7 separate regions of the Mus musculus genome follow, and all the other regions are linked to region 2. A link is a contact called in public HiCAR-type, HiChIP or PLAC-seq and promoter capture Hi-C data. All regions are on one chromosome and are shown on one strand. The core of a region is the stretch at or near the end of the contact, and the rest is flanking DNA. Distances in the headings are between cores, read along the strand shown. Region 1 overlaps Ccdc88a (coiled coil domain containing 88A). Region 2 holds the start of Acyp2 (acylphosphatase 2, muscle type). Region 3 holds the start of Ccdc88a (coiled coil domain containing 88A). Region 4 holds the start of Ppp4r3b (protein phosphatase 4 regulatory subunit 3B). Region 5 holds the start of Pnpt1 (polyribonucleotide nucleotidyltransferase 1). Region 6 holds the start of Cfap36 (cilia and flagella associated protein 36). Region 7 holds the start of Prorsd1 (prolyl-tRNA synthetase domain containing 1).

Region 1 (3,979 bases), core at 1,093-3,592, 1.2 Mb before region 2:
GATGGGGAGAGTTCAAGGCCAGCTGGCTACATAAAACCCTCTTTCTAACAAACAAACTCCACTATTCTTTTGAAATAAAAAGTAAGCAAAGCAGCCTGTGCTTCCCTGAGGGGTTGCCTATCTATGTGGCTCTCAAAATACTCAAAAAATTGGTACAAAGTATGGCCTTGAGTGAATTATCTCTGAAAAGAGGTAGTGTTTGCTCCTGTAGCATATTTTTCACAGAACAGTTTTAGCAGCCTAGATAGTCAATAAGTACAAAAAGTACAGATGCATATACAATATACATAATAGTCTCTCGAAACAGTATAATTCTTTAGCTTCACATAGGATGATTATTATCTAGGATCTTTTTCCATCTAGCTTTGTGTCCACCTAATTGATAAATACTGATGTGGAAAGATCATCAAGTTTTCCTTTACAGGTGGCTAATAAGTCATTTGTATCTTCTACCTTTAAACACAATCTGTCATCCTATTAAGAAAATGTAAAGTGTATCCTTAATTATTTTAACTTACAGGAATATAGTTTAGACACACACATATACAGTCTTATTTTTTATGTCATTCTGTCTGTCTAAAGTGTAAGTCATTATTTCTTACTCCATCCTGGAACATTCGGGATAAAAATCAGAAGAAAACAATATTCTCTTTTCCTACAGTTGTTCAACTTTAGATTTTGTTTTTAAATAAACACAAAACTCAACAATACTAATATTACCTTGATCTAAGTATCCTTCGGGAAAAGAACATTATATGTCTCCAAACATAATTGCCGTGAGAGGAATCACATTCCTGGCAATTTTAAAATTCTTTTTTTTCTGCCCATTTTGGAAGAATGTCTGTCTGTCATGTCAGTAAAGCAGTCTTTGAAAAACAGCTGAAAACAGAAAAAGGAAAAAAAAGAAACGCATCTACATATGACATGTGCATGCTGCAACCACTCAGCTTTGTTTTAGCTCAGTGTCCATTTTACATTGTTTTGATTCATTCCTGTTTTGTCATTGAGAAGAGCTGTGTTTACCAAGCATGAAAAGATATGTCAAATTAAAAAGCTTAAATGAGTCATGACTCTTCCTTACAGAAGTCAAAAAGTGGAAAGCTATTTTAGCTTGCACATCGTTCAGTGGATACTTCCCAGTTTATCAAAACAGGAACAAAAGCGTTGATTATTTACACGCTGATGACAGTTTTCTGAGAAAGAGTTGTTAAGGTTGTGTATGTTTTCATGCCTAAATGTATGGATTTATGTTAAGTCACAGTAAGAGATAGCTTAGTTTTTGTTCTAATGATTCCTGTACTTGAGTAATAATCCTTTAATTCACAAAACAAAAATTTGTGGAGTGCTTCATTTTTTTTTGTTTACATAAACCCACCCACCCACCCTATGGGCCCTTCAAAATATGTGCCCTTATAAATTTGTTGTTTATTAGTATGTTATTTTATGTACATAAATGTTTTGCCTGTCCTTATGTCTAGTATCACATGCATGCTTGGTGCCCTCCTAAGCCAGAAGAGGGCATTGGACACCCTGGAACTAGAACTACAGACAGTTGTGAGCTGCCATGTGGGTGCTTGGAATTAAACTTGGGTCCTCTAGAACAGCCGGTGTTAAGAACTGCTGAGCCATCTCTCCTGGCCCCAAACATCTTTAAATATTATGTTTCCCTTCCATTTTGCGTTCTTTGGGGTTCATTTTTTTGTTAGCTTTCTCAGAACTTAGTGCTAACACTTATTGCTGATGTCAAACTATTCTTTTTTCCTCCTCTAAATCAACTTTTTGGAAAATGAGCCTAATATACCTGCTATTTAATCTTTAGGAAGACTTGTTGAAAGAATGTGTATTTCCACAGTGCTGCTAAACAATGCACTAGATTCTAGTTTAAATCAGTGTTTCCTTTATTGAATATTAGGAGACTAACAAAAAAATTTAAGGGTTTTTTTTTTAGTTTATTTTGCTTTAAATATCTGACCACCATAATTTTTAGTTGATATAGGTATATTACCTATATGTAAATATAGATATACACATATATATTATTAAAATTTTCCAGTGGGATATGGATTTACCTAACCTTTTTTTTAAAGAAAGCCTTTAACTTAAAATGTTTAAATACAAAACAAAACAAAAGGATGGCCTGTGAACTTTGTAGGACTCATCTCTTATAGTATAAACCACCCATAGCCTAATTTTAAAAGTTTCCTTTTACAATTTAACTAGGGAATTTGGTTTCTCCCTAAGTAATTGTAATCAGTTCCTGTTTTTATAGGACTGACCGTAGCCAGTGCTCTCAGAATACATGTTCCTCATCATTGTCTTCAGTGCTTTCCGAGTATTTACAGTACCAGGGTGCATGCTTCCTGTCTCACTGCCTTCAGCAGCATGAGGGTATTAGCCGTAATGTAGCATACATAGCTGAGACCAACATTCATTCCTGTCCTTAATTTCAACATTTAACTCCCATCTGTTCTTCTCCCTTTTTTCTTTCATTTCCCTGTTTCTGTTTTTCCTCATGCTCTGACATTAAAGTGGTTGCACTGAAAAGACTGCCCTTTTTGAGGAACAGACCGAAGGATAAAGACAAAATGAAGGCCTGCTACCGTCGTTCCATGTGTAAGACTTTATGACAGCTCAGCTTCTTTCCAATGACTACACTGGCTTCCATCACTAATTTCTCACTAACTTTCTGTGGACTGTACTAATTTCCTATTTTGCAAAGTGCAGTCTTCCTTTAATATGAGGAGCTGGAAGAATATTTTTTCAAAGAAGGCATTGAATTTGCATTATATGTATACTGCTCATACATATATATGCATATGTTTAGTAACTCATGCAATATACTTGTAAATTTCCAGTGCTTTCTTAAAACTGGAAGAAACAAACAAACTTAATTTTATATGCCATACAGATTTTCTCCCCAAAGAAGTTTACTTAAGGAAAAATATAACAAACCCTTTAGAAATAGGAACTTATTTCCTTAATGAACCTAATTAAATAAATGAATAAATAAATAAATAAATAATAAAGTGGCCTATAACCCTTGAAAATGTTTGTCATTCTTTATGTAATAAATAATCTTGGCTTTCTCTTTTGAAGTGATATGGGTAATGATATATTGTTACTTTGAGTATCTCTTTCAGGTTTTTATTTATTGGTAAATTTACTTTTTTTTAAAGATGATTTTATTCAGTAACCTGCTCTGACCAAGGACTCTCTTGTTTTCAGTAATGAAACTGTGTAAAATTGCTCTCCATCTTATTTCATTCCATTTTTGTCACCACAAAGCTGCATTTGAAGGCTTCTAATGATATTTCACACCATAGCACAAAAGCATGGCAATTGTACATAGTAAAATTCCTTTCTGTCTTTTAAAGGCAGTTGGGGCGTGGGTGTGGGAAGAGTATTGAAAATCCATCAGCCTTTGGCCTCATTTCATTCAGCTGAATGCATGTCATTACTTAAATGGCTTTATAGTTACAGTCTTGGGCCCATTTGCATTAATTCATAGACAAAACCAGATCATTTATAATACAAAATAGAAATAAGAGCCAGTCCATTAATCATGCTGATTCATTTGCTCTCATTTGCATCCCAGCCATGAATGACCTGGTGCAGTCCATGGTCCTAGCAGGAGGACAGTGGACAGGTAGTACTGAAAATTTGGAGGTCCCTGATGATATTTCAACGGGTAAAAGGAGAAAAGAATTGGGAGCTATGGCCTTCTCTACTACAGCCATCAACTTTTCAACTGTCAACTCTTCTGCAGCCTTCCGATCCAAGCAGTTGGTTAATAATAAAGGTATAGGCCGTCTGCTGTTTGCACTGTGCTGTGTAACTATTGGCAATGGGAGTTTTAATCTGACTTCCTTGTGACTTTTTTTCCCCCCACACAACCTGAAATATCAGGCCATGATATAAATTTCAGTTTAGGAAAATGTCAAGTTTTAAGATACTATGTAAATAATCATAATCTTTTCTA
Region 2 (3,621 bases), core at 450-2,949:
ATCCAGTTTTCCCACTTAGAAATAAATTTCCAATACAAACTCACATTTAAAATCTACTAATGGTTATCACTAAAGCTTATTGATAAAGGAAGTTAAGAAAAGTATCCCATAGTATCCCCCCACCCCATGCACACACACAACAGCACATCTGAGGTGGGATTGGGGATGGAGATAAAAGAAATTCTCATGCATACCAAACAATGGAATAAAATTATGTGGAGAAGGTAGAATGGAAATCCGACTCAAACAGGAAGTAATATCCTCGTTAAAGGGCACACGCCTTTAATCCCAGCACTTGGGAGACAGAGGCAGGAGGATTTCTGAGATCGAGGCCAGCCTGGTCTACAAAGTGAGTTCCAGGACAGCCAGGGCTATACAGAGAAACCGAGTCTCAAGCCCCCGCCCCACCCCCCAAAAAAGAGAAAAAATAAAGAGAAAAAGAAAAAGAAAGAGAAGGAGGAGGAGGAGGAGGAGGAGGAGGAGGAGGAGGAGGAGAAAGAGGAAAAGGAAAAGGGAAAGGGAAAGAGAAAGAGAAAGAGAAAAGAGAAAGAGAAAGAGAAAGAGAAAGAGAAAGAGAAAGAGAAAGAGAAAGAGAAAGAGAAAGAGAAAGAGAAAGAGAAAGAGAAGGAGAAGGAGAAGGAAAAGGAAAAGGAAAAAGAAAAAGAAAAAGAAAAAGAAAAAGAAAAAGAAAAAGAAAAAGAAAAAGAAAAAGAAAAAGAAAAAGAAAAAGAAAAAGAAAAAGAAAAAGAAAAAGAAAAAGAAAAAGAAAGGCATTATTTTTATGTTGAAGACCGGAACCTGCATTACAGGCTTATAAGGACTAGCTCGTCCTTGGTCTGGTACAGAGCAGAGCACCCATTCCAGGGCTTGGTGACTATTAAGCAAGCACTCTACTGAGCTACATTTCCAGTCTCAAAAAGTTTTCTTCTTTTAAATGGATGATATACATTAAATAGTTACAGTATTTATACGCCATTAGATAATTTTCTCAAGTGTATAGACCAGCCTGGTCTTGAACTCAAATATCCACCTTCTTCTGCATAAGGACTACATGCACTACTATGTCAAGTTGCGTTAGAAAAAATTAAAAGAATGTTTTAACGTTTTAAATTACAAATATAAAGATTTAAAGTAAGTCAGACATTATATTCTATGCATCTATTTAAGCTTATAATCAAACAAAAATTTTAAAACTTCACTTAAATGGCCTGGGAGTGTACTTCAGCAATCTAGTACGCAAATGTAAGACTGTGCATAAATATATAAGGTTCAATCTCCAAAACCCAGGAAGGAAAAATTGCTAGCTGGAGAGGGGCTACAACCTCTGACAAAGTAAATCACCCAGTATCATTCAGGTACCCTTGCTTTTCTGCCGCACTTAGGCGTCCCCCACCCCCATCCTATAGGCTTGCAGCGTCCTCTTCGGGAACCCAGGGTGACCTCCCTCCGCCCCGCGCTAGCCCGTTCTCCCCGCCCCGGGCTGCTGTGTCATGGCTGAGCGGAAGTCGCTGCCTCAGTGAGAAGAACCGTCCCTAAAATGGATGGCATAAGCTTCCTCCTCTCCCTCCCACGGCCTCGTCTTGGCATCCCAGGTCAGACCGTACCTTGCACTGTCCCGAACACTTCGTAGTCCACAGACTTGAGCAGCTCGGTCATGGCGGCCAGCCTTCTCCCGAGCAGCATTAGCTGGGTATGTGGCGCGGAGACTGCGACAGCCGCCAGGGGAGGAAGACTTATGGGCTCTGGGACCGACGCCCAGAAGCCAAGACAAGAGCGCGCTGGGTCATGCGTAAGAAGATGGCAGATGACCGTTGTACACAGTGAGGGCGACGGGACACCCGGCGCTCGGGCTCCCTAGCAGGGTGCTCCCTCTCTGCGTTCCCCAGGACCCGGTTCTCTAAAGAAAACGGAGGTCGGGCATGTGAGGGGATTAAACCAACTAATATCTACCCACCGACGTTTATTTGACACAAAAAAGGTTTTGTTTTGTTTTTTCTATAAGGATGAAAATAAGAGGGTGACTTGTTGAGAGGACAGAGCGGGTAAAGTCTAAGTGGGTAGAGATGAGAAGGATAATAGGGGGAAAATTACCAAAATTCATTATATGCAAGGATAAAATGTCAAAGAATTTTTAAGTTTTAGGTGATTTTATATAGGTACACTGTAAAGAATACATAGTATACCCATGGGTACACTGTAAGGAGATTAATTCAAGCTAATTAACTTTCATCTCTGATTTCATTTAAGATTTCAACGATTTTAAATATATATCATTCTTAACTATACTCACCATTGTGCAAATATATGATAATCTCCACTTCATATGAAGAAAATGTGTGCCCTTGAAACAATATCCCCATTTCCAACATCCTGAGGTGGACATTTGAAATGAAGGACCTGCTTAGCTTAGTGGCACAAAGGGTATTTGGTCAGTGTGCTGGCTAGTCTTGGCACAAGCTAGAGTAATCTTAGAGGAGAGAACCTCAAGTGAGAAAATGCCTCCATAAGATCTAGCCATAAGGCATTTTCTTAATTAGTGATTGATGGGGGGGTGGGGGAGGGAGCAGTGGAACCCAGCCAGTTGTGGGTGATGCCATCCCTAGTCCAGGGATCCTGGGTTCTATAAGAAAGCAGGCTGAGTAAGCCATGTGGAACAAGTCAGTAACCAGTCCCCACCCCCACCCCACCCCCCATGCCTCTACATCATCTCTAGGTTCCTGCCTTGTTTGAGTCCCTATCCTGATATGTACAGTGCTGTGGAGGTATAAGCCAAATAAACATTTTCCTCCCCCAAGCTGCTTTTTGGTCATTGTGTTTCATGGCAGCAATAAAAACCTTAACTAAGACAGACAATGAATCAATTCTGAAATGTTCTGACGGTGCCAAATCTGTGGTGATTCTGAGATAAAGTTAGGCTTGATCTTTTCATTCAGGCTGATGAATCTGAAAGGTGCCTTGTGGTGATTTGGCTAGCTTTGTTGCCCATACAGACTGTGTTTGAATACTTGGGCCCATGGGAAGTGGCATTATGAGGAGATATGGCCTTAGTGGAGAAAGTGTGTCCCTGTAGAGGCAGGGCTTTGAGGTCTCCTATGCTCAAGTTATGCCCAGTATGGAATCCTGTCACCTCTTAGTTACCTTCAGACAAAGATGTAGAATTCTCAGTTCCTCTGGCACCATGTGAGCCTGCGTGTTGCCATGCTTCTGGCCATGATAATGGACTAAATCTCTGAAATTGTAAACTAGCACCAATTAAATGTTTGCTTCCATAACAGTTGCCATGGTCATGACATCTCTTCACAGCAATAGAAATCCTAAGAAATACCTCAATCTCTATTATAACTAGATGTGATGCTGTGTAAGATGAGAATTTTTAACAATTTTATCTAATGCCAATGGAAACAGACTTACAGTCATTCTGTCTGTTGTTATACAGTTTTGTTTTCATGGTCTTGATTATTATTCAGAGATATTTCAATTGTCTGGGACAGTTAAAACAGGCTATATCTGAAGAACTGTATTTCCTAGTGAGCTATTTGAAGTCTTCTAGTAACCCATCACTTCAGATAATAAGGATAGAATTTTCAATAATCTGCCTTCTAAATTTCAAATACTTTTTTG
Region 3 (3,815 bases), core at 30-2,529, 1.3 Mb before region 2:
TACCTTAAATTATGAGAGATGGAGAGATGACTCAGTGGTTATGAGCTCTGGTTGCTGGTGCAGAGGACCAGGGTTTGATTCCTGGCATCCAGTGGCTCATGGCTGCCTCTAACCTCTGTTCCAGGGAACCTAGTGCCCTCTTCTGACCTCCACAGGAACCAGGCACATAAGTGGGGAAGAAACATACATCCAAGGCAAAAATTCATACAATCAATGAAAAATAAAACATACAAAAATAGATATCATTAAACATATGAGTAGTCAAAGAGGATAGGTACTTGTAAGCACTGTGCAAACATAAAATGCATTGTAATATCACAATACCATATTGTGTTTGGAAAAAGATGTTTTCTATTCCATCTTATCCTGGACATGCTATGGGTATGAGGAAGAATAACATTTAATTTGCTGTGGAACTGTCATATTTTGATGGGCCCTCTAGTACATAAGATAAATGATTTTTAACAAATGTTTGTCACACAACTTGGATGATTTCTAAATATTTTCTCTTGTGGCTCTCAATTTGGATTTTTTTTCCCAGTGACCAAGAAGTCAAAAAATAATGCCTGCATCATGGAAACTCCAGTCAGGAAATCCCATGTTGAAAGGCAGCTTTGGTTATTCTCGACTCTTATAAATATTTCATATATATATAATATATAAATTATATAAATATATATTATATCTATAAATATTTCATATATATATGAAAAGACGGGAAAACAAAAACAACCTCCATCCCCCCAAGATGTGCTTTTGCTTCTTGCTGCAGCTTTCCTAGGCCTTTTAGGGGGCGAGAAAGCATGTTTAACAGAGCAAATCAAAGTGTCCGAAAGAGGATGTCTGCACCCCTCGTGTTTAAAAAAAAGATGGGTTTCGTTCCTTTTCCTTCACACATGAAAGAAGGCGCTCCAGGAGGAAAGAAACCATAATTAGACATGAGCGAGCAAGCAGACAGACCCGGTTCCTCAGTCTTGCCCGGTTCCTCAGTCTCGCCCCCTACACCCTGGCATCCGTCCGGGGCGCGGACTCGACGCGGGCCCCCGCCGCAGCTGCATCGTCCGCGCGTCCACGCTCCGCCAGAATCTGGGCGGCGGCGGGCCGGCCGGGGGCGCGCTCACGCGGGAGCGCGCTCTTGCAGCGGTTTTCTTCTCCCACAATCCAGAGGTAGAGGCGCGGGAGGGCGGGGAGTCGGCGGAAGGATACTGGCGCGGAGGGAGTGGCGCGCTCGCCCGCCAGGCCGGCGGCGGGTGTGCTGCGGCACTGCGGTTCCGAGGCCGTTACCCTAGCTCCTCCAGAGGGCGGCGGAGGAGGCTGGAGCGCGGCAGCGGAGCGTCCGGGCGTCGCTGAGGCACACGGAGGCTGGCGGGGCTCCTGCAGCCGGACGGTCAGGGACACGCCTCGGTGCTCCGGACCCCGGCCAAGGCCAGGGCGCTGAAGCGAGCGCGAGGCCGCGGAGGGATGCTGAGCGCCTGGAGAGGGGCGAGCCGCGCCTGAGGCTGTGAGGTTGCGGGCAGACGCTCCCAGCTCTCGGCGCCCGTGCCCACTGGCGGCCGGAACGCCCAGAACCGCTCGCCCAGGTCCAGCCCGGCCCCCTCGGCCCCCACGTTGGGCTTGAGTTCTTGGCGGCCGCTGCGCTGGCCGGCTCCCCCCGGGAGCGGGGCAACCTTGACGGGCTTTTTGTCTCGTGCCCCGGCCGCTCTCCGCGTCCTCCTCCTCCAGATGCCTTTTTTCTGCCCCTCCTCACCGGGTGCAGACTGCCAGCATCGGCTGCGGCTCAGCGCGGGATTCGGGCTCGTTTCCCCGGGGGGGCTAAGGAGGGACAGCTCTTCCCCTTCTTCGATGGGATTTTCCTCTCCTGCCGGAATGAACTTTCATTGATTCCGTCTTCTACATTTACTGACCAATTCCCTGGGCGTATTTGTGGTACTTCCTCCCCCCGCCCCCTCCTGAATATATAATCTGTAAAATGGAGAACGAAATCTTCACTCCCCTTCTGGAGCAGTTCATGACCAGCCCCTTGGTCACTTGGGTAAGGAAGATGTCCTTTATGGTATATTTGGCCGTGTTATTTGTGGCTGCAGAGATGGAGGTGGGCGTTCACGTCGTGATAATCCTTCTGTTCTAGGTTAAAACGTTTGGACCTCTGGCTGCAGGAAATGGGACTAACCTGGATGAGTATGTGGCTTTAGTGGATGGGGTATTCTTGAACCAGGTCATGCTCCAAATGTAAGTGTCTTCTTCTTTCTTGGTAACTTATATTCTTTGAAACATTACATACTTTGAACTTAGATTTCACGACTTAATTTGGTTCTTTGGCCAGAAAAAAAAAAATCAGGTAGTTTAATTGGATCTTGGAAGGAGCGGTATTCTTATGTGCCTGCCCCATTTATCACAACCAAATAGTTATACCTGTTAAAATTGGTAAACTTTATCCGTGACTTTGCCAATTCTGTTTTGTCATTTATTGTCTTGACTGCTGAAATTCAAACTACATTGTGTCATCTTTGGTCATTTGGTAAAATGACGGAGATAGAGAAATCTTGTCTACCACAGGGAAAAGACTTAACTGAAGTTATATATGTGGAAAGATATTTATTAACCTTTTTAGTATAAGAATAAGTGGTTCAAAAATGGAAAGTGGTGAACTAATATGTTTCAGAAGTGAAAAATTCAGTTAACATTACAATTGGTCAGGAAGACTTTGTAGCAAACAATTTAAATATCCAAGTTTGATTAGATGGCTTATTGTGTTATTGATGAATTATTAAATTGTTTAATATTTGAGGAATTGTTTAAAGGTATTTTGAGGTTTATAAATAACTGAAGTCTTGAGAGCTGGGTTAATTAGTTAAATCTTTTGTTTGTAATACTGAGCATCTGTTAAGTAGGAATGGGGTTTTTGAGCTAGAAATTGAATATTGAAAGCATATCAGTACTTAGATCAGAGTAATACAAATGACTCCATTTTATTGTTACGGTATTGTAGTGCAGATTCATTGTGAGTACTAAAGTGGTTATCAGTTGCTGAAGATTTAGACTTCTTTCTCAGTCCAGTATCATTACAAGAATCTTGTACTTTTTGACTTGAAGATACTTCTTTTATATATGTGAGAAATTAATTCAGTATAAATGCTTGTTAGAGTCTGTATACTATTCTGTTAATTTTACATATATCAATTCCGTTTTTTTTTTTTAATGGAAATTATTTTTCTTTTTATACTTTCTATTTTAAGAGGTTTTTGCGGGTTAGGTTTTTGTCACCTTGACACAGGGATCTTTAGGGAGAAGGAAACCCTCAGTTAGAAAATGTCTTTGCCCTTCCCACCTGCAGGCAAGTCTGTGGGGGCATTTTCTTGGTTGCTTCATGTGGTTGCTTCATGCCCAACCCACCGCTGACAGTCCCTACCCTGGGCCGGTGGTCTTCGTTTGTGTAAGAAAGGTAGCTGAGCAAGCCAGAGGGACCTAGCTAGTAAACAGCCTTTCTCTGGGCTCTCAGCTTTAGTCCTGCCAGCTCCTGCTGGGACTTTTTTTTGTTTTTCAGTGATGAACTATTACCTAGAAGTAAGAGGAAATAAACCCTTTCTTCCACAGTTGCTTTTGGTCATGTGTATATCATAGCAAAAGAAAGCAAGCTAGGACAAGGTTAGGAGTGAAGTGCAGAAGGATTGTTCCAGTGCTAACCTCTGTGCCCTCAGAGGCTGGTACTGTTTTCATGTGTGTGTGACTCCACAGGAAATAGTGTTGGTTTATACCTTTTCCAAAGAAAACTTGTACAGTTGGATATGTGGGTTAGCTAAAAATGTATGATTTTT
Region 4 (3,783 bases), core at 876-3,375, 1.5 Mb before region 2:
TATAAAGTATTATAGTAATATAATCCAAAAATGATACAAATTATTCTGCAGGACCTTATAGGTTATAAGCAAAACATATGCCATTTTATATGAAAGACTTCATCATACAGATATTGGGATGGATTTGAGTCCTGGAAACAGTCATTTAAATCATCAAAAGACAACTACAGTATATTTACACACACATTTGCACATGCTAAACTATTTCTAAAACAAAATACAGCATAAAACCTAGTGGAAAGAAAACAATGTTCAAAAATTACTTAACATTTTTAGATGATGATAGCAGCATTAAATCAAATGTACAAATGTATAGGACACACACCAAGGAACTGCCCCCAGTCTAACCTCACACACAGTGAGAATGAGAGGGGATCTAGTGGGGAGTGATATAGTCACTGTTTTCTGGAGAATAGCGGGAAGCGGGAGCTGAAGAGACTTACCTTGCATTGCAGAAGTTCTTTGCCATTTTAATTTTTTCACATATAAAGGTATTACTTGTAAAGATCAAGGACATCAGGGGCTCATTTGGGCTACAACCTTTTGGAGTTGTAGTTTCCTTGTAAAAGACTCTGGGGGAAGGTATGGCTATGGCACAGTGATGCTTCCAGACTACAGCATAAGCTGGATGGACCCTGACCAAAACATTCTACAGAGAATGCTCTGGGCACCTGAAATTTCTGTCCTAAAGGCTGAGTGGGCTTCCAGGATCTATCCAGTGCTCTTGCCAACGTTCTTTTCTCCTTTAGAGTGGGCAATGAAAAGGATGCTTAGACAAATCCTTGGGTGTCCTCTAACATTGGGCTAAAACACTGACTCTGGAAAGCTTTCTATGGCCTTCCCCAAACAAGTCATATTTTCCCTGGTTCAAAGTACATTTTGTCCATATCAGTCACAGATTATCAGGGACTTATGTATAGTGATTCACGTCCTTTTATCATAGGCAGAATCCTGTTACATACCATAGGCTGCAATTTCCATATGCAGTCGTTACAGGCAAATGACAGCAGACCAGGCTAATTTTCTTGGTCCCTCATACATTTAAAGAATCGCAATGATAGTTCAAATTTTGAAATCCTTTTCAATCAAGCGACTATGTACATAAGACACCCTTTTAAACATGAGTTGCCGCCTAACCTCGTCAAATCATAAGCACACTTTGACAAGCATGGTGATGACTACAACTCCCGAAATACACCGCGGGATCAACATGTGCACCTGCCCCGTGTTCACCTTTCAGGTTAGAGCCAAGAGTTGAGGGACCATATAAGAGAACGGAGAGGCGGCAGAACTACGCTGGGAGCGGATGCCTTCGGGCGAGCGTCACGCTCTGAGCGACGTTAACTTCACGCTGGAAACCGTTCTTGCGGCACATGAAGCTGAGAGCTCCCCGAGGATTGTGAGGCTGTACGCCTGTGCTTGCCTCGTCGCTGCCGCCGGTCTCTCTGAACCTTTTAATGGTCCGTGGTACCCGGCTAACGGAAGAACGCTTCGGCGGGAAATAGGAACTGTCAACGCGTTTGTGGAACATTAGATCGCCCACTGCTCATCGTGGCCATGGAACACCTTCCCGGCAGAAGCCTCGCAGATTCTATAACGGATTTTAGTGGGTGAAGGCTCGACCTCCCATCGTCTTCACGAATGACTCGAACACCCTCACCCCGTCTCAGTCCTTTTCGGGCTGTCAGCCTGAGTCCCTACACTTGGCTTCACTCTAGTCCTGTGCACGCATTCGGACTTCTCAGCCTGGCTCTGTTCTGCTGAGAGCAAGTCCAGAGTTGACAACCCGCCACATGACCAACATCAGCCCTACAAATCCCGAAGAACAACTCGGCAACTCCATCGCCAAGGCAACCTTCTACACACGCTTCCTCCCGGCGCAGGTAGAAAAGCTCGCGGGACTTCCCCGCCCAACTGAGATTCCCGAATCAGGAAGCGGGGCCGAAAGAGGAGGAAGTCCCTCCTTGGCCGGCTCACCTCGGCGGCGCACTCCTCGCGAGATCGCCGAGGTCTGACTCTCCGGAAGTGTGTTCGGAGGTAAAGGTACTGTGCGTTGGGCTCGTCGGCCGCCGTAGCCCCTGCTAGGGCAGCCCGTACGAACCTGCTGGAAGAGGAAGAGAAAGGCAGAGAGTCGGGTTACAAGATGGCGGATCTGTAGTAGTAACCGCGGCGGGCGGCGGCAGCGGGAGAGCGAGCGAGCTCCGGGACGCAAAAGGAAGGGAGAGTGGTTGTGCGCCGCGGTGAAGGGAGGGGTAGCGGAGACCACGAGCGGAGGGCTCTCGGTGGCTCTGGTCACCCCTTCTCGCGGCTAAACCTTTAGAGCCATGGTAAACTCGGGCCTCTCCAGAGTCGCTGCCACCACCGCCGCTGCCGCCACTACCGGCTCTCAAGAGTGAGGGATACCGGCGAGGTGAGCGAGGAGGTGGCGGCTGGAACGGTGGGGCCAGAAGCCACCATGTCGGATACACGGAGGCGAGTGAAGGTCTATACCCTTAACGAAGACCGGCAATGGGACGACCGAGGCACCGGGCACGTCTCCTCCACTTACGTAGAGGAGCTCAAGGGGATGTCGCTGCTGGTTCGTGCCGAGTCCGACGGTAAGGGTATTGGAACGGTGGGGTAGGGGATAGTGCATCGGTTGCGGCACAACCTGAGGGTTAAGCGCTGCGCTCCGGTACTGTATTCTGACTAGCACCACTAGGGACAGCGCATTGGTCTTGAGCCTGCCCTTCTTTACGATAAAAACAAACTGCTGGGCCTGGATTTACTCTCTGTCAGACGTGAACTCGCAGTTCTCCGCCTCCATCCCTATTGAGGATTTGACTCCTTCTCCCCCCCCCCCCACCCCCCCATCCCAACCCGGTAGTTGAGGTTTAGAATGTATGAGTGGGAAGTCAGTAGAAGACCAGGTAGGAATATCGCCCATGAGATGACCCCCGACTCCCGAGCCGCTTTAGGTACAGTCCTGTCGGTTGTACCTATGTAGCATAAAAGGTTTAGAGAAACTCTGCCTTAAAAACAAGTTTCAGTTGTTCCAATCGCCAGGTGCTGGGGAAAACTAAAACGGACTTTCTCTTGGAGTTACTACAGACTGTTGCCACGAAACACACAAGCACGTACATATTTATTGATTGATCCCTCCAAGGCTGCCGTTGTAGGGAGTGAAAAAGTGGGTTCCACAATCTCGGCAAGTTAGAAAACTAAAGCGGACTGTGAAGTTGTATTTGTTGATTGCAGAATTCATAGAAACCATTTTAATATTAAAAACTGACAGCCATAATAAAAAAGCTACTACTTATATATACTCAAGAGCTGCCCAACTGGAACAGCTAATGCATTCAAGAAATAAAAGAATAGCAATCTTAGATCATTTTGGGCAAATGTTGTACTAGTGCAGAGTCCCTCATTAGGAGTTAAGAGGCATTTATTTCTACATTATGAAGAGGAGGGTTTGTCAAAGGAAAAGGATAAATATCATTTGTATGGTAAGTCTCTCTGGGGTCCTTGTAATTTGTTTTGTTAGACAGGAAATTCAGTGAAACAGCTTTTGTTAAAGTTTAGTCTTCAAATGGTCAATTAGACCTTAAAGGTTTTAGTTACCTCATAGTCTGAATATTGATTTCACATTTCCTTCCTTCTGAGGACATATGGAGGTAGGATGAAACAGTCTAAGTTAACCATGTAGTCTTTATTTAGAAAATATGAATTAAAATACATTTGTAGCTTCAGATGTTCATCTGGTGAGAAGACATGAAATGCTTACTAGATGTGTGCTACTGAAGG
Region 5 (3,528 bases), core at 865-3,364, 1.5 Mb before region 2:
ATACAACTAGATGTATTATGACAAATAACTCAGCAGGGATGTGAACAAAAGTTTCCGGGATTGTGTGTTATTTCCATTCAGTATGTTAAATTTACTAGGGCAGCTAATTTGTCAAAAAGTCTTTTTCAGTATATGTTACAGAATTGGATGGCTGAATTTGAACAGACCCTTCGAGGCTTGCCATCATTCAGGTCAACTCCACGCGCTTGGACCTGTCCCTGACCAAAGGATTACCCAATTGGATCTCCTCAGCATTTTCTTTCTTTAAAAAATGGGTGGGATTAATATTATTTGGAGATACACTTTGCTGTGGATTAGTGTTGCTTCTTTGATTGGTCTGTAAGCTTAAGGCCTAAACTAGGAGAGACAAGGTGGTTATTGCCCAGGCGCTTGCAGGACTAGAACATGGAGCTCCCCCTGATATATGGTTATCTATGCTTAGGCAATAGGTCGCTGGCCACTCAGCTCTTATATCCCATGAGGCTAGACTCATTGCACGGGATAGAGTGAGTGTGCTTCAGCAGCCCGAGAGAGTTGCAAGGCTAAGCACTGCAATGGAAAGGCTCTGCGGCATATATGAGCCTATTCTAGGGAGACATGTCATCTTTCATGAAGGTTCAGTGTCCTAGTTCCCTTCCCCCAGGCAAAACGACACGGGAGCAGGTCAGGGTTGCTCTGGGTAAAAGCCTGTAAGCCTAAGAGCTAATCCTGTACATGGCTCCTTTACCTACACACTGGGGATTTGACCTCTATCTCCACTCTCATTAATATGGGTGGCCTATTTGCTCTTATTAAAAGAAAAAGGGGGAGATGTTGGGAGCCGCCCCCACATTCGCCGTTACAAGATGGCGCTGACATCCTGTGTTCTAAGTGGTAAACAAATAATCTGCGCATGTGCCAAGGGTATCTTATGACTACTTGTGCTCTGCCTTCCCCGTGACGTCAACTCGGCCGATGGGCTGCAGCCAATCAAGGAGTGACACGTCCGAGGCGAAGGAGAATGCTCCTTAAGAGGGACGGGGTTTTCGTTTTCTCTCTCTCTTGCTTCTTGCTCTCTTTTCCTGAAGATGTAAGAATAAAGCTTTGCCGCAGAAGATTCTGGTCTGTGGTGTTCTTCCTGGCCGGTCGTGAGAACGCGTCGAATAACATCAATGCTTTTATTTCCTTTTGATTTATGACTCAAAATTACTACTATTCTAATTATTTTAGAGTGACATTAGGAAACATAGACTCCTTCCCATTTTAATATACCTCTCCAAAACTTACAACTGAATGAATGGTAAATTATTCAAGGGGTTCTCAAAAAAAAAAGTTTTTTCTTGTTTTTTGTTTTGTTTTGTTTTGCTTTGCTTTGTTATGTTTGTGTCTAAGTGTGTGCGAGTTTGCATGTGTGTGGATACACCAGTGTGTGCAGGTGACTGGGCGTGTGTGCCTGTGTGCGCGTGCGCGTGTGTGTATATATATATATATATATATATATATGTGTGTGTGTGTGTGTGTGTGTGTGTGTACGTTAAGAATGTGTGGAAGCCAGAGGTTAAAGTACGGTGTCTTGCTTGATAGCGCTCTACTTATTTTTTGAGGTAGGGTCCCTTGCTGAACCTGGAGCCCTCAGGCAAGTCTAACAAGCCAGGATGATTCATGGATTCATTCTCAGCCTCTGAACGTTGGAATTACAGGTGGCCTTCCATAGACACAAACCTAGATCTTTAGGTAAGAACCAAATAATCGTGAGTTGTTCAGTATTTATTTACTGTTACATTTATTAAACACATTGTTCTAAGACTTTCTTTCAAACCGTGATAACACTAGCGCGCGCGCGCACACACACACACACACACACACACACACACACACACACACACGGCGCGGGAAGTATTAAAGGGCTTTCTTTAAATCTATACATTTTTTTTAAGGTAGTACTTATTTTTCACCGATAAGGGTGGGGGAATAAAAGCTGACTGAAAGAAACGCATTCTGGTGGTTTGACTCTGGCAATTACAGAAAGCCTGCAAGGATTGCTTTCCCGGCAGTTTGCAGGCTCCACGGAAACGAAACTGCGTCCGACTCCGCCCACAGGAGTGCTGGCCAATGAGGCGCTGCCCAGGCCTTCCACGCTCTGGGTGTCATGGCGGCCTGCAGGCTGTGCTGCTTGTGCCCGTGCCTCCGACCGCTGGGCTGCGGCCCCCTCGGCCGGCCCGGGCGGAATCGGGCACTCAGCTATTTGCAGATGCGAGCGTTGTGGAGCAGCACCGGATCCAGAGCGGTGACTGTAGACCTGGGACACAGGTGAGAAACGGTGTGAGTTCGCGGTTTTCACGCGGCGTCTGTCTTGTCCATTCAGCCCCAGAAGTCAAATCCCCCCCAGGGTAGGAATCAAGCAGCCTAAGTCTCTTAAGTTCTCTACTCCAAACCTAAGGTCGAGATTTCCTTTTTCCGGATTTAAAGTCTGTCTCCCTTTCCCAAGCTGGCCGCTGCCTTTTGCCTCTTCATCTTCCTCCTAGCCCTGCGGTGAACTTCCTGAGTCCTATTGCCTGTGCCCCAGACATCCTTTCTCTATTTTCCGAGACCTCGAGCTCTGAAGTAGGAAACCCTAGGTAATGCGTTATCGTTCCGTGCCCCAGGTCCACTGATGGCCGGTGTGAGCCGGAGATGAATGCCAGTTATAAGATGCACATAGTCCTGTTAAACCTGTAGTGAAAGTACAGTTACCATCCAACAAAAGGTCAAAAAGGCAAATTTCTCAGTTAACAAGACACACGGCGGGGGTGTATATGTGGATATTTTAAATAATAGGTTTTTTTAAAGCTTTTCCCTAAAGCTCTACTTTTTGTGGCAGGCCGCTGCCCCGTGTCCTCCCTTGGCATCCGATTACTCTTCCCATCACTGTGTTCTGCTTGTTCATTCTATCAATCTTCTTGTTTATGTTCATAGAGTATTTAGGTAGGCATTCACTCACATGGTTTGGCATATAGAAACTTCAGAACTCTTCCATTTATTCCCAAATGCCTACTTCCAAACCCCAGAGGCTAGCTATGCTATGGGTCCACTATGTATTTGGAGGTATTTTATACAATATAATATTGAAAAGTAAATTGTTATGAGACAAAGTAAACAACAACAACAAAACACCATAAACTTAATAGCTTTCTTGGAACAATCAAAATTACATGTAAACACCATAAACTTAATAGCTTTCTTGGAACAATCAAAATTACATGTACTCCCTACCCCCCAAAATCTTTCTGACTTTCTGCATTATTAGAATTCATTGAATAACATACTGTTTCAGTTCTGATATCGCAATTTGTCAGGTCGTTCAAATTTCCTTTGATATAATCTGGTTGTTGACAAACATGCTTTTATTCCACCATCAATTGCTAACTAATACCAACTCTCTGATTGCACATTATACTTTGTACACTAATAATATTTGTGTATTTCTATATATTTCTGTGCATATTAAAGATGCTGCATAGTTCAAAGATTTGAAAGACTTATTAGACTAGAGGCAAAGAGCTAAGACAC
Region 6 (3,698 bases), core at 290-2,789, 1.4 Mb before region 2:
CTGTTACTACCGAGATGTAGCCACTCTTGACACCTGTGGATGGATAGAAGGCATACCATACCCCACACAATTTCTATTAAGGATTTAGTCTCAAAAATACATGAAAATCAGTGGGAGACATAATCCCTCTTGCAGGAGGCCAGGCTATCCCCATGATTCATCAACCTTTTAACAGCACTCTAAATTCTACAGGAACACAAGTCAATTGCTTTGCTTTCTGATCCTTCATAAAAGCTGCCTACCAAAACACTTAACTCGTGTTTGAACTTTAACAGTTAGAATAAAATAAAAGGTTCAGTGATCAAACAACATTCTTTCTTTACTAGATTCATAGAATTTTGGGTTTGAGAGAAGTCTTGCAAGACAATTCAGGATAAGAACCCTCTGTTAGCTGAATCTCAAACAAGCTGCATTGCAGTACAGTCACTGTCGAGTGTATGCAGATACTTCAAATGCCTGGGAACCCATTAACTTTTCAAGCAGGCCACCTCATCCTAGAAAAGTGTATAAAAGATTCCCTTCACTGAAATGTGTTCTCTGCAGCTGTGAGTCAGTATTCACTCACCCCAGCTCTATTGCACCGATCTTTACAAAAAGTCTGTCCCCCTAACCTAAGACACAAGTTCAGACGATATATATTGCTACCCTCCAAGTATTGCCTAGGCAAAAAAAAAAAAAAAAAAAAAACCAAGATAAAGGTTGGATAGGACATCGTTTGTGATTGCTTCTCTATGAACAGAGTCCAATTCGTCTTATGAACTCGGATATGAGCGTGATATGAACCGATCAGAAAGCACTGATGCTGGTCCTTCAAAAGAATGCCACATTTGTATATCTCGTTTGTTAGAAAGCTCTTCCTCCCCATCGCCTGCTTTGGTCCTGCCGGAGTAATCGAATGCCCCCCTTTGCAGATAAAATGGCCAGAGTGAATTTGTCATTTCATAGGCTGAGTCCACAGGGCGACATCTCAGGGGTCAGAAGGAACTCGAAGAAAAACGACGTTTTCCCCAAATAACTGAGGAAGATGCTGGTTACCCAAACAGTCCACTTGCGCGGGGTAGAAAGATACGGGGTGAAGTGACAGGCCGAACATGGGATTAAAGTCTAATGTCTTCAGGACAGGCGCTCGGGCAGAGTGGGTGAAAAGTCTTGGTGAGCAATTTCACGTCTGCAAACAAACGAGCCACTCGGGAAGGGATGTACGTAATTCCTTCTACAAAACTGTCCTAGGCCCGGCAGGCAGAGACAGTAATATTTGGCTTGTTCACAGTCTGGTTCTTACCTTCGCATTTCTGCTCCACAAAGTCCAAGATGGGGATAGACCAATCCGGGCCCCGCAGGAACCCAGCGATGCTCTCCACCACCCATTCCACTTCGTCCTCTTCTTCCGCAGCCATCCCGCTCGCACCCGGCGACGCGGACGCCTAGGCCGGATTCCCCCAGCCCTGTCTGGCCTTTCGGCCGCAGGAAGCGACGGAGAATGCGGGCAGCAAGGTCCCCGCAATCGCCGGGCCCCCAGGTTAGACACCACAAACCAGTTAACGTAAAATGGTCGCTATGACAACGTACGCAGCAGCCCGGAAGTGAGGCCTGAGTCCTGAGCTCCTGGAGGGGGGGGGCTGGATTAGGAACGTTTCCTATTGGCTAGAAGAGAACGGGGCAAACGATAGCCCTCCACTCATTGGCCCGTAGTTGCTAGGCTGAGAGCAGACGCGCGGGCATTGGCTACTGCGCTTAGAGACGGCGTTCGCGCTCCCGTGTGCGCGCGGCCCGTCTCAAAATGGCGTGCTGAAGGCGTGGCTTCCCTGAGGACCTCCTCCCACCTCATCCCTAGCGGTCTTCAGACCCCCTGGCCCTTGAAAACAAAATTGAGAGAAATATGCTCTGTGAGGTTTACTGATTGATTCTGCAAGCCGTTTGCTTGCTGTCTAAGGATGGGTCTAAGCTTAGTTAACAACAACTAAAATTAGGACAAGTATAAAATCAGTTAATCTCCATTTAATTAGGCTTTCATAGACAGTATTTAGAAAGTATCAAGGTTGCTCTCTTCCTACTTAAGAGCCAGAGGACTCCCAAGAATCTTATAACTAGATGTGGTGGCCTACACCTTTAATCCCAATACTCCTGATAGCCACAGGCAGACAGACCTGAGAGTCCCAGGCCCACCAAGGCTATATAATGAGAGTGGTGAGGAGCTGGAGGAGCAGACTCTACAACTTCAGTTTCATGAAAGTGGAAGTGGAGGACTCAGTGAGAACCAGAGGTGACTGTGTGTTGGGCCGACAGCACAGTACCAGGTCTGGTTGAGGGCAGGAGCTACATACAGCAAATGTTCATGGAAAGCTCAGGAGGAACTAAAGGGGTATTAGAGGCAGAGGACCCTGAAGATCTCAACGTTTCAGTGGTTCTCAACCTTCCTAATGCTGCAGCCTTTTAATACAGTTTCTCGTATTGTGGTGACACCCAACCATAGAATTATTGCATTGCTACTCCATATTGTAACTTTACAACTGTTGTAAATCTGGTGTGCAGGATTTCTGATCCGTGGCCCACAGGTTGAGAACTATTTCAATATATACTAAAGCTGTTGATAGAGGACCCAGCTCTCAAGTCAGCAATTAGTATGTTAGCTAGTTAATCTTGTCTTCTGTCCAAGAATTTCCTTATGGACGAAAAGGTCATTTCTGTGGGGATTTGTCTTGTCACCTGTCTCATCATTGAAGTCTCTGAGGACCACAAAAGCTGCTGAGCCACAAAAGTCATCAAAGGGGCTCCAGGCCCCTCCTTGCTGCCCAGCCTATGGCTCCTCAGGAGCTGTCCAAAATGGCGGTATCACAACATCTCAGCCTACAGCCATCATAAGAGCCGTAAGAGTGGTCCACAGTGGCACACTGCTTTTCTCACCTCATCGGGAGCTGCCCCTCAGGAGCTGTTCATAATGGCCACACTTTTCATGCCTCAGCCTACAGCTTTCATGAAGCACCACTGCAGAAGCTGTCCACCGTGGCAGCACCTCCTCTCTAGCCCCCCCCACACACACACACACACACACCACACACACCACACACACACACACACACACACACACACACACACACACACAAACAGCCCCACAGAGATGGAGCCTCAGGTAAAGCCAGCTACATCCAGGAAGGACTTCTCACCCTAACCCATGGGCCCGATGAAAGGAAAATGGGGTGAAAAAAAGAGCCACCAATTCCTGAGCCACCCCATATTCAAGACTTGAAATTCCACCAATTCTCACACTGGAAATCTCTGCCATGAGAAGTTCTGCCCTTCAGAAATCCTATATAAGCACTGCCCCCTTTGTCCAGGGCTCCTGGGTGTAGAGGGCAGCCATCCCTGGATTTGTCACTCCATATCCTGAACCTTCCAATAAATCTCTTTCATAAGATTTCCTGCCTGGTGTGACTCACCAGTCTGAAGAATCCAAGAAGAAGGGAAGCAATGAAAAGAAGATTCTAAGAAAAGGAGCTGGGCTGGCTGAGGCTCCTGAGCCCCTCAGCTCACCTGGGGATCCCCTGCTCTGAGAGCTGCAATGTCTCTGATGAGGAGGCTTCCTCGAAAAGCTGTAAGGTTCCATCCACTAGGATGATACCCTTCCACTGGAACACTGTCCCACCTCAGAGCTGTGTGTTTCCTGGGCTTCTGAATCCAAGAACACCCTTCCATCCAAG
Region 7 (3,961 bases), core at 785-3,284, 1.1 Mb before region 2:
GTGCTAGGCAAATAGCATATGCCACCACACCTGGCTCCCAATCTTTTTTTTTTTTTAAGATTTATTTATTTATTTATTTATTGTATAGGAGTATACTGTAGCTATCTTCAGACACACCAGAAGAGGGCATCAGATCCGTTACAGATGGTTGTGAGCCACCATGTGGTTGCTGGGAATTGAACTCAGGATCTCTGCAAGTGCAGTCAGTGCTCTTAACCGCTGAGCCATCTCTCCAGCCCTCCCAATCATTTTTTAATCAAAGTTTAGAATTATGGGATCATGTCCTGTAGCCTTCACAAATATGAGAAAGTCTTCAGGACTTAACCCCATTGTTGCAGCATTAGTCATTGGGTGAAAGTACACTTTCTCATGTCCACCTTCCAGAAAAGCTGAATCCAAGACAAATTTAACATCTCCATCATCGCAGAAGAGTGACAAAGGTGTGGCACAGCCTTGACCAACTTTCAGTTTTTCTAGCATGGCTGTTTCATCAGCAAACCGAAGATTTCCACTCCCAACTCCTAACTGCTTGCCAAGATCATTTAAATTGATTTGTCTATCATGAAGAACTGTGACTAACCAATAGTTTTTCTTCTTTTTGTCTTTAAGAAATAAGTTCTTACTATGTGCTCCTTTCAGATGTTGAATATGAGGCATCATTTCTTCAATTGTAAACACCTGCAAAATATGCAAAAGAAAAAACACTGTAAATTGCACACATACATATCCACGGTTGTACATATTTTTCATGGTGGATGCTCTGAATTTAACTGGTATTCGTTATAAATGTTTTGATAGGGGTTGGGCCTTTTGGTGCTGAGGATAGGACCCAGAGTGCTATGCTTGCTAGGCAGGCACAATATCTCTGAACTAAAAACCTCAGCCTCCAAATACTTTAAAGGCCTGGTACCTGGAGTACTGGTACTTAGAGCTGAGGCCGAGATCAAGAATTCAAGAGTGCAGCAAAATCCTGGTTGGGGTTCAGGGGGAGCCTTAATCATCACAGTTGCAGACCTCAAGACCTCAGTTTTTGTTGGGCCAGTTTTCTATCCCAGTGGCTAACAAAGCCATCAGGTGCCTGAGACGCTTATAACTTTTGAACTTTGGCGTAAAATTTGATGACAGTCCTTAATATTTATCTCCAGAGTCCCAGACATTCACTACAAGGGCATCGATGAAGAACATAAGACCCCAGGTTAGTACATAAAGAACATTTTTTTAATGTTACAAGTACCAGTACTCCAGGGCCTTAAAGTATTTGGAGGCTGGGAATGTACACAGAATGTGACCTTTGTAAAAATGGGAAATAGTAAATATTAAGACAGGTGTTTTCTATCATAAAATGTGTCGTGCAAGCCTTACCAACCCTCATAATAGTTTCCACAAAAATTGTACATCTCCAGTGTAGGTCATGTTAAAATTAAGGTACGTACTTTTGTTTGTGGCACAAGCGGGAGCGGGCCAAAAGAGGAACTGTAGTTTTAAACAGCTCTCAGTGTGAGTGCTGAAATAAATTCGTGTCATCTGCAAGAGAAGTACGTGCTCTTAACCGCGAAAACAATTCTCCAGACTCAGGGGTTATATACTTTTTGTAATTATTTGGGAAATGATCCTTGCCGTGCTGCAGTGGTAACGACTGTCCAAAGAAGTAAAAAACCAAGCCACCTCAATGGCCTGCTGTGCCTTTGGTACCAGATACAGCCTAGGCGATTCTATAGGGTTGCCACTTATGTAGTGCCTTGTTCCTTAGTTATCTACATAACGTATCAGCTATCCAACCGGCTTTTAAGTCACGTCAGTCATCCCAGGACAAGTTTCCTCACGGTTGCCGCAGTTTTAAATAAACTTATAAGCCTCTGCTTGGACCCAATAAACACTCGCCCGAAGACCCTCTGCCTTCCTGGGGCCGCAGTCTCACCTCGGGATGCTCCACGACCTCCGTGCGAATGGCGAGGGCGCCGAGCCTCTGTTCTAACTCAGCCCGCAGCTCCGAGCCTGCCATTTTCCCCTCTACGTGGGCAGGCTTACCGGAAGTGCCACGGCTTCGGGGGCGTGGTGATGGCTGCTTGCTCCGCCCTGGCATGGCTCTGTGGCCTGACCCATCTTTGGGCCGCCGAGAGCGCTTAGCCACACCCCCAACCACCTGAGCCTCCAGTGCCGGGGTCGGAAAGCTCCGGGTTCCATTGCTCGGCCGCGGCAATGTGGCTTCATGCCTCAACAACTGTAGCTTGTGACTTCCGTCTTTCCGTTCTTTTAAATTTTATGTGTTATGGGCGTTAGTTACCGGCTTGCATGGTTGTGCACCACGTGTGAGCAGTGCCTGAGGAGGCTGAAAGAAGGTGTTCAATTTACTAGAACTGGAGTGATGGTGAGTCATGTAGGTGCTAGGAACCGAACTCGGTCCTCTGGAAGACCAGCCATCACTCCCGCATATTATGATATTAGAAAACGGTACTGCGGGTGTGGTGGCGCACTCCTTTAACCCAGCACTTGGGAGGCAGAGGCAGGCGGATTTCTGAGTTCGAGGCCAGCCTGGTCTACAGAGTGAGTTCCAGGACAGCAAGGGCTATACAGAGAAACCCTGTCTCGAAAAAAAAGAAAAAAGAAAAGAAAGGAAGAAAACAGTACTGCGACGAATTACAGTGGTCGTTATGATACTTATGGCCTGGAATTTGCAACCATGGTGGGACCACTTACTTTGAATAAGGTTCAAATTCCACATTAGTATTTCACTTAAACTTTGAAATTAAGGCTCACATGCAACATGAAACACTGATACACTCAGAGATGTTTAATATAAATTAATTGTATTTATTTGGGAGTGAAGATCTGAAAAAGAACCCCTCTTAAGACACAGATGGTATGCTTTTTCTCTCCCTCGGTGACACAAATAGAGCCAGATTAGAACATATTACATGTAGATAAAGGCAGGTTTACTAGGAGGCAGCTTTTGGGCGGGCTCATCAATCTCACATGTGGAAGTCAGTGAAGTCACTCATCTGGTCTTAAGAGGGTTTCACAGAGTTTTGGCAAGGAATGATGCCGTGCTAGCTAGGAGCTGGGATAGTGTCCATACATGGTCAAAAACTGAGCCCCTAAGCAGACACTCTTGGGTGAGTTACCATAAACACACCACATTAGCCAGGAGCTTTCTCTGCCTGTGCAGTAGAAGAAGGAGGGCAGACTGGAAAACAGGGATTTGTTCCAGCCTATGATTTACTCAGTATTGGAAGAAACTACAAAAGAGTAAGTCAGAGTTGTGTTTACAGTTTCACTCTGAACTCAGGATTTCAAAATTTTAAAACTTTTTAGTTTAACCTTTTTTTAAAAATGATTTATTGCCCGGCGGTGGTGGCGTATGCCTTTAATCCCAGCACTTGGGAGGCAGAGGCAGGTGGATTTCTGAGTTCAAGGCCAGCCTGGTCTACAAAGTGAGTTCCAGGACAGCCAGAGCTACACAGAGAAACCCTGTCTCGAAAACAAACAAACATTTTTTTATGTGCATTGGTTTTCTGCCTGCATGTCTGTGCAAGGGTTCCAGATCCTCTGGAACTGGAGTTACAGACACTTGTGAACTGCCCTGTGGGTGCTGGGAATTGAACCCAGGTCCTCTAGAAGAAAATCCAGTGCTCTTAACCACTGAGCCATCTCTCCAGCCCCCTTAACCTTTTTGTTGTTGTTGTTGTTGTTTAATCTTTTTGCCTGTGTGTGTTTGTACCACCTTTGGAGACCAAAAGAGGGTAGGATCCCCTAGAACTGGAATTAAATATGGTCATGAACTACTACCATATGGGTGCAAACCCAGGTCCTCTGGAAGATCAAACAGTGCTCTTAAACATAGAGCCATCTCTCCAGCCCCTTTAAAATCTCTTTTATTTTAAACTCTTTTTTTTTTTTTTTTTGGATATTTTCTTTATTTACATTTCAAATGTTATCCCCTTTCCCGGTTCCCCCACCCACC

The links. Promoter capture Hi-C pulls out the DNA fragments that hold promoters and counts their contacts. HiCAR-type assays count read pairs that join an accessible place to other places. HiChIP or PLAC-seq counts read pairs in DNA pulled down with a chosen protein or histone mark. Capture Hi-C pulls out chosen DNA fragments and counts their contacts.
Region 1: an H3K27ac HiChIP or PLAC-seq map of microglia shows a contact between it and region 2, with 6 times the contacts expected there. The contact joins the enhancer-like site here to the promoter of Acyp2 in region 2. A contact is called at or near these places in 5 of 39 promoter capture datasets (hippocampal neurons, liver, pre-B cells and 2 more) and 1 of 115 datasets of contacts at active chromatin or transcription factors (microglia).
Region 3: a contact with region 2 is called in a HiCAR-type map of astrocytes, with 4 times the contacts expected there. The contact joins the promoter of Ccdc88a here to the promoter of Acyp2 in region 2. A contact is called at or near these places in 4 of 39 promoter capture datasets (hippocampal neurons, liver and pre-B cells), 1 of 115 datasets of contacts at active chromatin or transcription factors (astrocytes) and 1 of 9 other capture datasets (liver).
Region 4: an H3K4me3 HiChIP or PLAC-seq map of bone marrow-derived macrophages shows a contact between it and region 2, with 7 times the contacts expected there. The contact joins the promoter of Ppp4r3b here to the promoter of Acyp2 in region 2. A contact is called at or near these places in 3 of 39 promoter capture datasets (liver and pre-B cells), 4 of 115 datasets of contacts at active chromatin or transcription factors (astrocytes, bone marrow-derived macrophages, microglia and 1 more) and 1 of 9 other capture datasets (liver).
Region 5: a contact with region 2 is called in a promoter capture Hi-C map of pre-B cells, with 4 times the contacts expected there. The contact joins the promoter of Pnpt1 here to the promoter of Acyp2 in region 2. A contact is called at or near these places in 3 of 39 promoter capture datasets (HPC-7-derived erythroid cells, liver and pre-B cells) and 1 of 9 other capture datasets (liver).
Region 6: a promoter capture Hi-C map of pre-B cells shows a contact between it and region 2, with 5 times the contacts expected there. The contact joins the promoter of Cfap36 here to the promoter of Acyp2 in region 2. A contact is called at or near these places in 9 of 39 promoter capture datasets (the 3T3-L1 cell line, the C10 cell line, the HPC-7 cell line and 5 more), 1 of 484 Hi-C or Micro-C datasets (rod photoreceptor) and 3 of 9 other capture datasets (adipose tissue, liver and macrophages).
Region 7: a contact with region 2 is called in a promoter capture Hi-C map of adipose tissue, with 3 times the contacts expected there. The contact joins the promoter of Prorsd1 here to the promoter of Acyp2 in region 2. A contact is called at or near these places in 3 of 39 promoter capture datasets (the 3T3-L1 cell line and liver), 1 of 115 datasets of contacts at active chromatin or transcription factors (astrocytes) and 2 of 9 other capture datasets (adipose tissue and embryonic stem cells).

What each region holds. Positions count from the first base shown.
Region 1 is chr11:29,494,814-29,498,792 of GRCm38.p6, forward strand. It overlaps Ccdc88a (coiled coil domain containing 88A), which reads left to right. Exons shown (of 31, transcript NM_001363368.1): 26 at 2,530-2,613; 27 at 3,596-3,799. Among named protein-coding and RNA genes, the nearest start is that of Prorsd1, 18 kb to the right of the region's middle. Within about 2 kb of position 2,343, at least 15 of the 459 cell types and tissues checked have an H3K27ac peak or open chromatin away from gene starts, as enhancers often do. A contact at or near this core is called in microglia, where this site is marked.
Region 2 is chr11:30,647,697-30,651,317 of GRCm38.p6, forward strand. Acyp2 (acylphosphatase 2, muscle type) reads right to left here and starts at 1,700. Exons shown (of 4, transcript NM_029344.3): 1 at 1,605-1,700. The coding sequence starts at 1,683.
Region 3 is chr11:29,372,379-29,376,193 of GRCm38.p6, forward strand. It overlaps Ccdc88a (coiled coil domain containing 88A), which reads left to right and starts at 1,280. Exons shown (of 31, transcript NM_001363368.1): 1 at 1,280-2,032; 2 at 2,129-2,229. The coding sequence starts at 1,970.
Region 4 is chr11:29,170,851-29,174,633 of GRCm38.p6, forward strand. Ppp4r3b (protein phosphatase 4 regulatory subunit 3B) reads left to right here and starts at 2,126. Exons shown (of 16, transcript NM_134034.3): 1 at 2,126-2,597. The coding sequence starts at 2,456.
Region 5 is chr11:29,128,630-29,132,157 of GRCm38.p6, forward strand. Pnpt1 (polyribonucleotide nucleotidyltransferase 1) reads left to right here and starts at 2,115. Exons shown (of 28, transcript NM_027869.2): 1 at 2,115-2,289. The coding sequence starts at 2,129.
Region 6 is chr11:29,245,733-29,249,430 of GRCm38.p6, forward strand. It overlaps Cfap36 (cilia and flagella associated protein 36), which reads right to left and starts at 1,540. Exons shown (of 10, transcript NM_025740.3): 1 at 1,283-1,540. The coding sequence starts at 1,397.
Region 7 is chr11:29,512,999-29,516,959 of GRCm38.p6, forward strand. It overlaps Prorsd1 (prolyl-tRNA synthetase domain containing 1), which reads right to left and starts at 2,035. Exons shown (of 2, transcript NM_026465.3): 1 at 1,919-2,035; 2 at 1-678. The coding sequence starts at 2,002. The coding sequence ends at 253.